Regions from separate parts of the Danio rerio genome. Here region 2 is linked to region 1. Evidence: chromatin contacts called from public Hi-C data. All regions are on one chromosome and are shown on one strand. The core of a region is the stretch at or near the end of the contact, and the rest is flanking DNA. Distances in the headings are between cores, read along the strand shown.

What was found. A called contact is a pair of places that touch in the nucleus more often than the background predicts.
Region 2: a contact with region 1 is called in a Hi-C map of hematopoietic stem cells, with 2.4 times the contacts expected there. The contact joins the promoter of ttll9 here to the enhancer-like site in region 1. A contact is called at or near these places in 5 of 18 Hi-C or Micro-C datasets (caudal fin, embryo, hematopoietic stem cells and 1 more) and 1 of 4 datasets of contacts at active chromatin or transcription factors (caudal fin).

The regions. Positions count from the first base shown.
Region 1 is chr23:11,978,935-11,984,113 of GRCz12tu, reverse strand. si:dkey-178k16.1 reads left to right here. Exons shown (of 21, transcript XR_012399019.1): 20 at 992-1,108; 21 at 1,452-3,582. Among named protein-coding and RNA genes, the nearest start is that of si:dkey-178k16.1, 150 kb to the left of the region's middle. Within about 2 kb of position 3,038, at least 3 of the 62 cell types and tissues checked have an H3K27ac peak or open chromatin away from gene starts, as enhancers often do.
Region 2 is chr23:12,248,759-12,254,673 of GRCz12tu, reverse strand. ttll9 (tubulin tyrosine ligase-like family, member 9) reads right to left here and starts at 2,942. Exons shown (of 14, transcript NM_001256764.1): 1 at 2,912-2,942; 2 at 1,951-2,000; 3 at 61-153. The coding sequence starts at 2,926.

The sequences.
Region 1 (5,179 bases), core at 1,789-4,288:
CCGGGCCAGGGCCGGCCAAGTGAACTGTGCTTGAGTCCGATTCAGCGCACTTACACTTCTCAAATGATCCGGGAAATGGGCCTGGGCATGGTACGGATGGCATAGTGTGAGTAGGCCCTGAAACATCTCTGGGGCAGTATACTCGGGCATTCTGTCTGAATGAGGAAACATCATATTCTACTAAACTTTGCCAAGCTTTCGATTACATTTTGATTAAGAATCACCAATAAAGTTAAACAACAACCGTTTTATAAGTTTAGTTTCTAAACGTTCAAACAGAATCAGCATATTTTTAGGTTGCCCAAGCTAATGCGCTCTTAAAAGGAACAAGATCACCACACCAACTTCACCTATGACCATTCTACACATTATCAATCTCTGAATAATGATCATCTGCTCTTCTGAAGTAATTTACAACTTGGTCTTGATGGCGAATCTTCTTCAGAAGTGACAGCCACTCTTTGTTTACAGGTTTTTATGGCCGTTTTTGTGCAATTGCTGTCATGTGATGTTCATTTGACAGGACTGATTGTACCTTGTGTTAATTTCATACAGATTACTAAAGTAAAAAACGTTTTGTTTTCAAGTGCACAACAGTCAATATGGCGAATAACGCCTCGCCTATAGTACAGTTACAATTTTCCTAATTCAAAACTATAAGTAACACATCTTTTGTATTCTAAAGTCTTTGATCGGAATCTTCAAAAATGTCTCCTCCCCTTGCAACAAAATCTCTTGTCAGCAATTGGTCCATCGCGAGATTATGGCAATTAGCTAATGACAATCAGTTCCTCATGAACAAACTTGCATCATCATATTTCTTTTCTAAACCAAGAAGCCATTTCACAACAGGAAAGAAAACATGAAAACAATTTCTGTTTCATGCCAACTTTAAAGTGCAAATTAATTAGTCAGAAAGCATATTACTAATACATTAGCTGCTTGTTTCCCCCTCTCTCATTTAACTTAAAAACAAATGACTTTTTCACAGGCGCTCGCCATGGCAATAAAAGAAGCCAAGCAACAGCACCCTGACATGTTGGTAACCAAGGCTGTAGTTGTCAGGGAAACAGAATCTTCCACGCAAGATCCACATGAGGAATCGAAGGTATTTGTCACCAGCAACCCCTGCACGCACAATTAATCCATCCATTTCCAAAATGCATATTATGGTTTATCTGTCATATCGAGCCGGCTGGTTTATAGCAGTTTGACAAGGGTGTAATGACATGTCAAAAGCAGTTCAGTCAGTGCCGCATGCTAACTCTAGGTGGATGGCATTGACAAACATGCTTTCATTTAGCTACAAAATGCACACTTATCAAATATAATTAATAAACGATATTGTTTTCCACATTATTCCATTGCCAACTAAGTGGATCTTCAAAATATACTTTAATAAATGGAGGTGTTACATGGTTTGCTGATTTGTGTTTTTAATTTTCCAACAGTCCTGATCTCCTCACTTCTCAGGACTTCATCGAGAATCAACTTTTCCTCAATGACTGCCAGTGGGTCTCCAAACATCTACAGACCTCTAATATTAAGCTTCTTGCTTCCACTTACATACACAACACTAACATTTACACATGCACACAAACACATGCTGCCTCCCAGACGTCGGAACCTATTCCTGCTCATGTAATTTCTATTTCGTGTCTACATTTGCTGTGGTAATATGGACCAGGAGGCACACGGTCTTCCTCCCAGAGGACCGCTTTGGAGGGACGGACTCAGCATCACATCGATCAGACGACTTAGCCGCCATTGTAGTCTCTTGCTTTTTCTTCACACATGTGAAAACTAACCAAGCGTACTATCAACAGCCCGATGCTAACATCAAGCATGAGGCATAGGGCTTTTTGATGAACGTGCTGAATTAGCTTAGTGGAGTGACAGTAGTGTCTATTGAGTAGTTTTTTTCTAGGGTTCATTGAGATATAAAAACAGAAGATCTTTTTTGCAAACACTGAACTGTAGGGAAAGCCTAGCTAGTGTGCATACAGTATGTCGTGCTTCTCAAATCAACAGATTATGTTGCTGTTCAATTCTGAACCATCATCTGCATGTGACAAAGCAGGGTTTAAAATAATTTTCGTATTTCATACAACTAACTATAACCTATAACCTGGTTTAGGACCCTAGCAAAACGAGACTGTATTAATGTATGGTTGCCAAAACATTTGACTGTCCTCTTATAAGTACTTCATTTCCGCATTAAACATAATATGGAAGTAGTCGACTTGCACATTTACCTCCCGAAAACCTGTTCTTTTATTACTTTTACAGATATCCAGAATGTGTTTTCAGTTATTCCGGGAACACTTGCATCAGCCTAGTAGATATCACAAACAAAGAAAATACACCTATTTTCAGTACAACCTTTTTCAAAGTACCTTTAGTATTCAAGTTTAGATTTTAGAATTAAAATATCCCCAAGTATGAAATGCACGATACAAAAAGTAACATGTTTGCTTGTTGAATGCTCTATTTCATCTTCTGCGCATATCGTTAAACTGTGAAAAATTATTTGAAGTCCAAAGAAACCAAACCTAATTTGAATTTAGTACATGCTGACATGATACATAAATAATCAATGTTATGTGCATGTGCGTTTAGAGTTTAAGCATTTGAAGAAGAAGAAAAAAATAATCATTTTTAAAAGGATTGCAAAAAATAATAATTTTGAATTATTTTCCAACAAGCTGGTACTTATAGCAAATTCCCTACTGCTCTGTATGTTTTTAAAACTTCTGTGATTTGTTTTTTTTTAAACTGTTCCTTCCCGCACAATGCTGTGCCAACGAACTAATGATTTAAAAAAAATGGATTTGTTAGATATGAGAACTTTTTATGTGTAAATGTCATGAGCCTGTGGTTTTCAGTGAAGCGTGACCCTTGAGCCATGAATCTCTTTACAAACCTTCCTCTGTGAAAGCGGTAGAAATCCTGGATGAGACAGGACGTGTATGTGTTCTAGTATTGAATGGATGAATGAACTTTGAATTGTGAGTATTGCCAAATGAAAAACCTAGCAGACTCTATGTAAGGACGAAAGAAAGCCAGGACAGCTCTCGATAACCTTTGCTAACATGGTCAAGGCTTGTTGTTGTGTAACTAATGCATTTGTTCAGGCCTGTGCACTATGTGAAAATTAAAACAGCCTGCAGATATCAGAAGGGGGATTTGTAAATGTCTTACTTCCAACTTGTACAGTTGCTGATTTTTGAGAACAAGGGAGCTGACCTAGGATATAAAGAAAAGAAGTGCCATGCAAAGGTTGATAGTTGGATGTCAAGTCAACCACAGCATTCTTTCGCCAGCTCATTTGCTAAGCCTATGTCAGAGTTTTGTCACTTTACAAGACAAATGCCCTCGTTTATGCTGTACATGTTGCATTTAACATTTGAACTTTGAGGAAAACAAGTTAAGCTTAAAAAAAAATCAATATTTTAGCATTGACTCCCCTGAGATTCCACCTGCAGAAACTTCTGTTTACACTGCTATCCTCTCTACTTTCTACTGCTTGGTTTTGTGTGTTTGCTGTACAGTGTTCGAAATAAATACGATTCATCCAAGTTATCAAGTTTCATATTTTGTGCATCTCAGATTAAAAACCTTTATATTCTATATTGTTGTACAATAGTTTTGGTAGCAATAATCTTCATTTCAAGAAATGCTGCATTGCCTTTATAGCAGTGCCCTCTTGTGGTCAACTGAAGAACATATGACTACTTCAAAATGATTTAATGTACTGCACCGTCTCACTAACGTTAACAGTGCTTATTTTAAGCACAGGGAAGCGTGTAATTGTTCCTAAATATGTTAACAGGCAGTACAGTTTTACAATGTCCTAAAATTGGCCAACTTGATAGGAGTTTCACGTGTATTAAAGAAAATGTATTTTAGCTGTCAACGGTGTTCAACGAAAAGCTTAAAAAAAAAACTAAAATAAAAACTCAAAATACATGAAGGATGTTTTTCTGAAGAAAGGAACTGTCCAGATTCACTTTAAAGGTGATTAGTAGGCTACAGTGGGCCTAGCCAAATGAAAATATTATCAAATCAAATTATCAACAGGTTACTTTTCTTGCCCGTTTTTTGTTTTTCGTGCTTGGTTGTTTTCGCGCACGTCATCAGAGGCCAGCAGGGCCACGCACCTATGATAAAAAATAATGACGTAGCCTAGATGTCTTTACTTGCACGTTTGAATCTTAAATCTTAGGTAACTAACATAACGCATAAGGTTACCTACGGTTTAGCCGGAATCAAACAAATTACTCCAGAACCAGAACTTATTTCTGCCATTCACTCCTCAGTTTAATAACAGCTCCATGGAGGTACATTAAGGATAAAATATTACGTAAAACGGTGCATCCTGACTGATAATCACCCAGCTAGCTATAGCAAACATTTTCCAGAAACAAAAACGAAAAAGTCTAATAGCAAGCAGCAAGTGAATGTTTTGCTGAGGTAAGAACACTGGTCTTTGAAATCACATTTGATTTACTATGTTCTCTGCCACATTTTCATTATCAGGGTCAGTTGCAGCCTTCACTTCCATTCTCATGTGCTCTCTCATGAAGTGTCTGCTTAATACACAAATTAAGAACTCTTTTTTTCACATAATGCTGCTTTGATTGTCGGCCAAGTCTGCTCTGCTTATTCTTGGTAGAAATGCTCATAGATGCCACAGTGAAGATGCCTGTCATTCCTGGGAAAACTAAAATGATGATGGGCTTAGTCTCTTTATTTATTAGGAGTCGCCACAGCGGAATGAATCACCAACTTATCCAGCATATTTTTTACCCAGTGAATGCCCTTCCAGCTGCAACCCAATATTGGGAAACATCCATACTCTCTCATTCACACACATACAATACAGCCAATTTAGTTTATTCCATTCACCTATACCGCATGTCTTTGAACTGTGGGGGAAACCGGAGCACCCGGAGGAAACCCATGCAAACACAGAGAAAACATGCAAAATCAAAAAAGGACAACTAACCCAGCAGTGACTTTCTTGCTGTGAGGTGACTGTGCAAACAACTCACCAGTCAGCATGGACTTAGTATTATGGCGTTCCTTGACAAGAAATTTAGGAATGACCAGGAGTTGATTGAAAGATAAAGGAGTTTAAGCAAGAAGTGTGGAGAGATGTATTTTTGAGTAATCCCCC
Region 2 (5,915 bases), core at 1,693-4,192, 270 kb before region 1:
AGGGACATGAATGATTGATGAAGATGAAATGAAGCATATGAGAAAAAGCACAGAACTTACTCTTTCACTTCCACCCAGCCTGGTCTGTGGTTAAGGACGTCCTGTATGGTATTGGTCAGGCCACATCTGTACCGTATACAGCTCCTTGCCTCCCTGAGAAGAAAAATGCATCAAACTATGCACATACAGTGCATACAACACTTTTAACACTCTTTTAAAAAATGCTGTTTATTTACATTGCCATTCAAAAGTTTGGAGTCAATTATACGTTTTATTAAAGTCTGGATAACACTTTAGTTTAATTACCGATTCTCACTATAACCTAGTGGTTATTACCTGCTGTTATTATGACAATAGCTGTTTATTAGTAGTGTAAAGTACATGTTCTGCACAAAAATCTTATTCTACATACCTAATCCCTACACCTAATGAGAAATAAAGCAAATTAGAAGTTTAAGTAATGCTTTAAAATAACTACACACTATAAATAGTTAAAGCATAATCAGTTTTCACTTTAGATTAGGTCATAAAACTGCATGAATTTTTGTTAATAAAGCATTTATTAACATACAGACCTAATGATTACTACATGCCTGAAATAATACGTATAAATGTTTAGTTTACTAATTGTTTACCTACTTGTTCTAAATAATCATAAAAACCACCCACTACTCGTAATTAATGCAATACTTAATCATAAATTAGTCATTAACAAAGTATGAATATACAATGCTTATAAATAAACGACACACCATACAGCTCTATTTAAAAACTGCTAAATAATGTCTATTAATCAGTGGTGGAAAAAGACTGAAAAATCATACTCAAATAAAAGTACCATTACTTGCCAAAAAAATGTAGTCAAAGTAGAATAAAAGTACAGGTATCTGTTGTAAATATTACTCAAAATAGGAGTAAAAAGTAGCCCTTTTAAAAGTACTTAAGAGTAGAAAGTAGTTTTACGGTGGAAAAAGGTTGATGTGTTTATATGTAATTTGTGCGTGTGTATTACATTCTGTAGTGCATTTAGTTATTGTATAAGGCAATTTCAGTCATAATTTGCCATCTTTTTATCAGCGACATGCAATTTCTCTGGGTCATTGCATGTAAAGTAGGGGTGCACCAAAATTTAATCTTGGAGGGCAGGTGTTCTGCAGATTTTAACTCCAATTACAATTTAACAATTCAAAACTAACTAATCAAGCTTTTACAAGGTATTCTATAAAGCTTCTGGCAAGTGTACTGAAGTAAGCTGTAGGACATTGGCCCTCCAGGACCACTGGTGTAAAGTATCTTCTTGGACACTTTTAATGCTTCCAAACAGTTTGCTGCCTGTTTTAAGGCAGTTCAGTATGATGCAATTTACTTTCTATGTGCGATTTGATTGGATGCGCAAGACTTATTTTTGTAATCTCCACAGACTGGAAATTATAAAGTAGTGACTGCAAGTTGAAGGAAAGTTGTGGAGTAAAAATACCAATACTCCACTAAACATGTACTAAAGAGAAAGTAAAAGTAATTTTTTTTTCAAACTACTTAGTAAACTACAATTCCTGAGAAAAACTGCTCAATTACAGTAATTTGAGTATTTGTATTTTGTTACTTTACACCACTGCTGTTAGTATAGAGTTAATACTTAATAAATGATTTATTGTGTGCAGTTATTATATATTTATTGAGTAAAAAGTCATAGTTAATGATTACTAACAGTAAAAATTGTACTTTAAAATAAAGCCAAATAAAATAAAATCTTTAATATAGTGTAATATTATAATATATATTAATAATTATTTCTTTGTTATGACATTTTCCAGTAAAATATGTTGTATGAATAGAATGTACGTAATTTAGAAATCTGATTAATTGTAGAATGGCAATGTAAAATAGATGAACACTTAATGAATGAATAACTCTTATTGTATTAGAATGCAAAATCTATAACAGACTTACACTTCTTTTTTCCTTTGTGAGCTGTGGGCAGCTTTATGTCCAGTTGTCTGCTGTTTGAGGTACAGTAAGTTATTGTGCAAAACCTTATTAAAGTTAGAGTGCCATTGTGTGCTGCAAATCTGGATTTAACCCTGATAAACACATTCAATCTGTATTAAATTGGATAAGATACAGTGCTCACCATTTATAAGTACACCCCTCGGAAATCTATCTTTCAGTTTCTTATTTATAATAGGAAGCTTTACAATATTACATGTGTGCTTATACATTAGATTAGTCAGTACTGAAGCCAAATCTGGAGCTTATCTAACAAAATAACATACAATAATGGTCCAAAAACTAGTACAGCCAAATTATAGGTTATAGAAAAATATTAAATAAAAATAAAAAAAAGGAAAAATCAAGAAATTAAAAAAATAAATAAATTAGTAGAAATTTGTAGGTTAAATTTGAAATTTGCATATTACATTTTGAATTGAATTATGCTACTCATATGCTTCCATAGTTCTGAAGGCAAGGGGGCACTAGTAGGTGTACCTAATAAAGTGGCCGGTGTGTGTAAATATTCATAAAAAATAAATATTAAAATATGTTAAAATAATATTAATACGGTTTTAGTTTGAACATCATTTTGCATTAATTTAATAGCCACAGTGATATCTATCTATCTATCTATCTATCTATCTATCTATCTATCTATCTATCTATCTATCTATCTATCTATCATGGCAAAACACGATAAACATAATAATCTATATTTATTTTAACGTTATCTATTTTTAGTTTCAGAAGTTGCTGATCCCATTCAGCGTGGGTTTAACGTAAGTTGCAAACTACAAAATAACTATGAAAGAGCGTAAATAGATTTTAATGTATTCGGAAGGTTAAACACTGTGCTAAAATGGCTCTTGTTCGGTCAACATTTATGACAGCAATCAACCATGAGAAGTCGTCGTCTTACCTTATTTTTAGACATATTAGGAACTAACCGTCTGAAAACACTGAAACATTAGCAGTCTGACTGGAACTGTGGTCTATTTGTTGTCATAGCAACCACTGAACGGACCTATCGCTATGTCGCATTCTGTAGTGACGTACTCAGAGCAAACCACCACGCCTCTCATATAATGAAAAAAAAATCATATAATGTATGAATGAATGAATGAATGAATTAATTAATGCTCTCTTAATATGTGGATATCTGTTGTTTTATTCTTGTTAATTGATTGGCTCACGAAAATAATACAAACGCAGAGGCTCAAATACATGAACGAGGCTGGGAGTAAAGTCTACGATGAGCCCAGCAGAGCTCCTTGGTGTAAGCAACACTCATGTACACTAGGCGGCAGCACAATCCAAATAAAAGTATCCTAAAAGAAACTATCTTCACAGGTGCATCTTTATAGAGTCATGATGACAAAAAGAGTGTCTAAACCAGACCCATGTCTATTCTTTTTACCTTTACTATAGACTACACTGGCTTCTCAACTGGTGATTTATATTATTAATATCTGTCACACAGCATAGAAGGGGAAAAGCAACAATTAGATCACACACACACACACACACACACACACACACACACACACACACACACACACACACACACACACACACACACACACACACACACACACACACACAAATTAAGCTGTCCGCTGGATTGTACACTACTTAAAGCAGTGGTCTCAAATTCAATTCCTGGAGGGCCGCTGCTCAGCATAGTTTAGCTTTAACCACCTCCAACTCACTGCTTAATAGTCCATAGTTGTCTTGAACATCATGATTAGTTAGATCTGTTGTGTTTAATTAGGGTTGGGGCAAAACTGTGCAGAGCTGCGGCCCTCCAGAAAATGAGGTTGAGACCTATGTGACTTAAAGGGATAGTTTAATTCCACAGAAAATGATTGAACTATGAATGTTGGTGGGTCCCAGAAACCAACATGCTCCAAATTATCTTCTTTTGTTCAACATAAGATTTAAATGTTTTATTTATTTATTTTTGGACGTTTTAGTATCAACAAAACATTGTGAATGAGTGATTCAAAAAAATGTTACCTCTGGGGAGGGACAGGATGGGTGTGGGGATTTTACGCATACTTGTATTCATTTGTACACACATATTTAGGAAATATATTTACAGTAAATCACCCTAAAGTAATTTTATGATTTTATAAGGTGTAGTGCATTCACAGTGGGCAAGCGGACTTACTATAGACGAGAGTTTACCCATATTTTCATTCATATTTGTACAGTACACAATAATAAAAAAAAAAAAAACTGTACTCAGGGCTGGATTAACCAATGGGCATTATGGGCAGAGGCCCAAGAGCCCGTGCGTACTTGGGTCCCCTGCGAGGGGGGGAAATGCTGATTTTGTCACTACAAAATCAGGCTCTATTCAAAATCTATTTAGGCTAAATGCAAATATCTCACCTTATTTGAATAAGCTAATTGAGTGATTTGCGCCCATCACTGTTTTATTGACAGAGAGAACATACACGTAACTAAAGAAGATGACACACAGCAGCATAAGTGGCATAGCCACTTTAGATGCATTCGATCATGAACCTGGTTCGAATACAGCATCGGATGAACTAATTTTTCTTTTTTTCCCCCGACTACATATCAGATTTTGCCTACTCATCATCACAAGGAAGACAAGTAGGATTCATTAATAAGTGTGTGTATTATAGAAGACTCAGATTCGAACTGGATTGGGGAGGTGTTATATCCGAATCATATGCATTACAAGTGTGTAGAAGTTACACATTAAAAACACCCTTAAATATAATTTTTTTTATCGCTTCAGTGAACTTGAACAAGTATATTAAAATCCATTCATTTTCACTAATTGTATAAGAATTTGTTTTAATTGCTTTAAAAATGAGTTAAATATCTGTAGGCTAGAAATATATTTACTGTATATCATTTACTTAAAAATGCAGGCAATACATTATAGATTAATTTTATTTTAAAAATACTATGTTATTCTTATTTTTTAATATAACAATAGGGGTGCGACCAAGTAGGGGGCTTACAAGACATTGTGCCTAGGGGCCTCTGAATTCTGATTCCGGGCCAGTTGCACAAAATGGAGGCATGTAAAATGTGGGTAAAATACTCATTTTGACTATACCTGGCATAACCAGTTAAAAAATTTCAGTATGCTTTATAATGATACAGCTTGTTTTGAAACAAGAAAATTGAAACTTCAGCTGTACCCTGATTTCAACATTTGATCTTATTAACACCTGATTTTTATTTGAGGTAAAAATTAAATAAATAAATAAATAAAATAAATAATATTAATTGATTGTTTTGTGTTGTGATTTTGTTTTATGAAATTCTCTTTTTTTGTTTAAATTTTTTATGTTTTTTTGCTGTTTGCAGGGTACCAACATGTTACAAATGAGAATTCTTCCCACAAATTCTATGCACAACTGGACACCACCTATTTCGTTTGATGACAATTTTAAGGCAAACACCATCCAAGACTGTCCATACAGCAGTTACCCTGGCTAATCTTTTGAAAGTTGATGATGAGCAGGTATGTTTGGGATCATGTGCTAAAGTATTCATTAAAATATAACTAGAGTTTAATTACATTTTTTTCTTTCTTGATTTTCATCTTTGCAGTTACTGTTATCAGAGGTATTTCGGTCTTGCTGCGTAATGTGTGACTTTGGGTTCTTTTGTACCACCCTGGTAAGCCTTAATTCATTGTTTTTACGATTGATGAATCATGTAATATTGGCTCAGTCATATTGATAATGTCCTAACATTAAAATCCTTGAATTATATTTTTAGATTGATAATCCTGAAGTGCTGACAGAGGATGCTCTATTGGCCCTGCATTCACTGAGGGTCTTTGTTGTCCTGGAGAATAAAATGTACACCACCCACAGCACACTTCCAGGCCTTTCTTTTCTACTTTGGGTTTATGTATGCTCTTCACATGATAT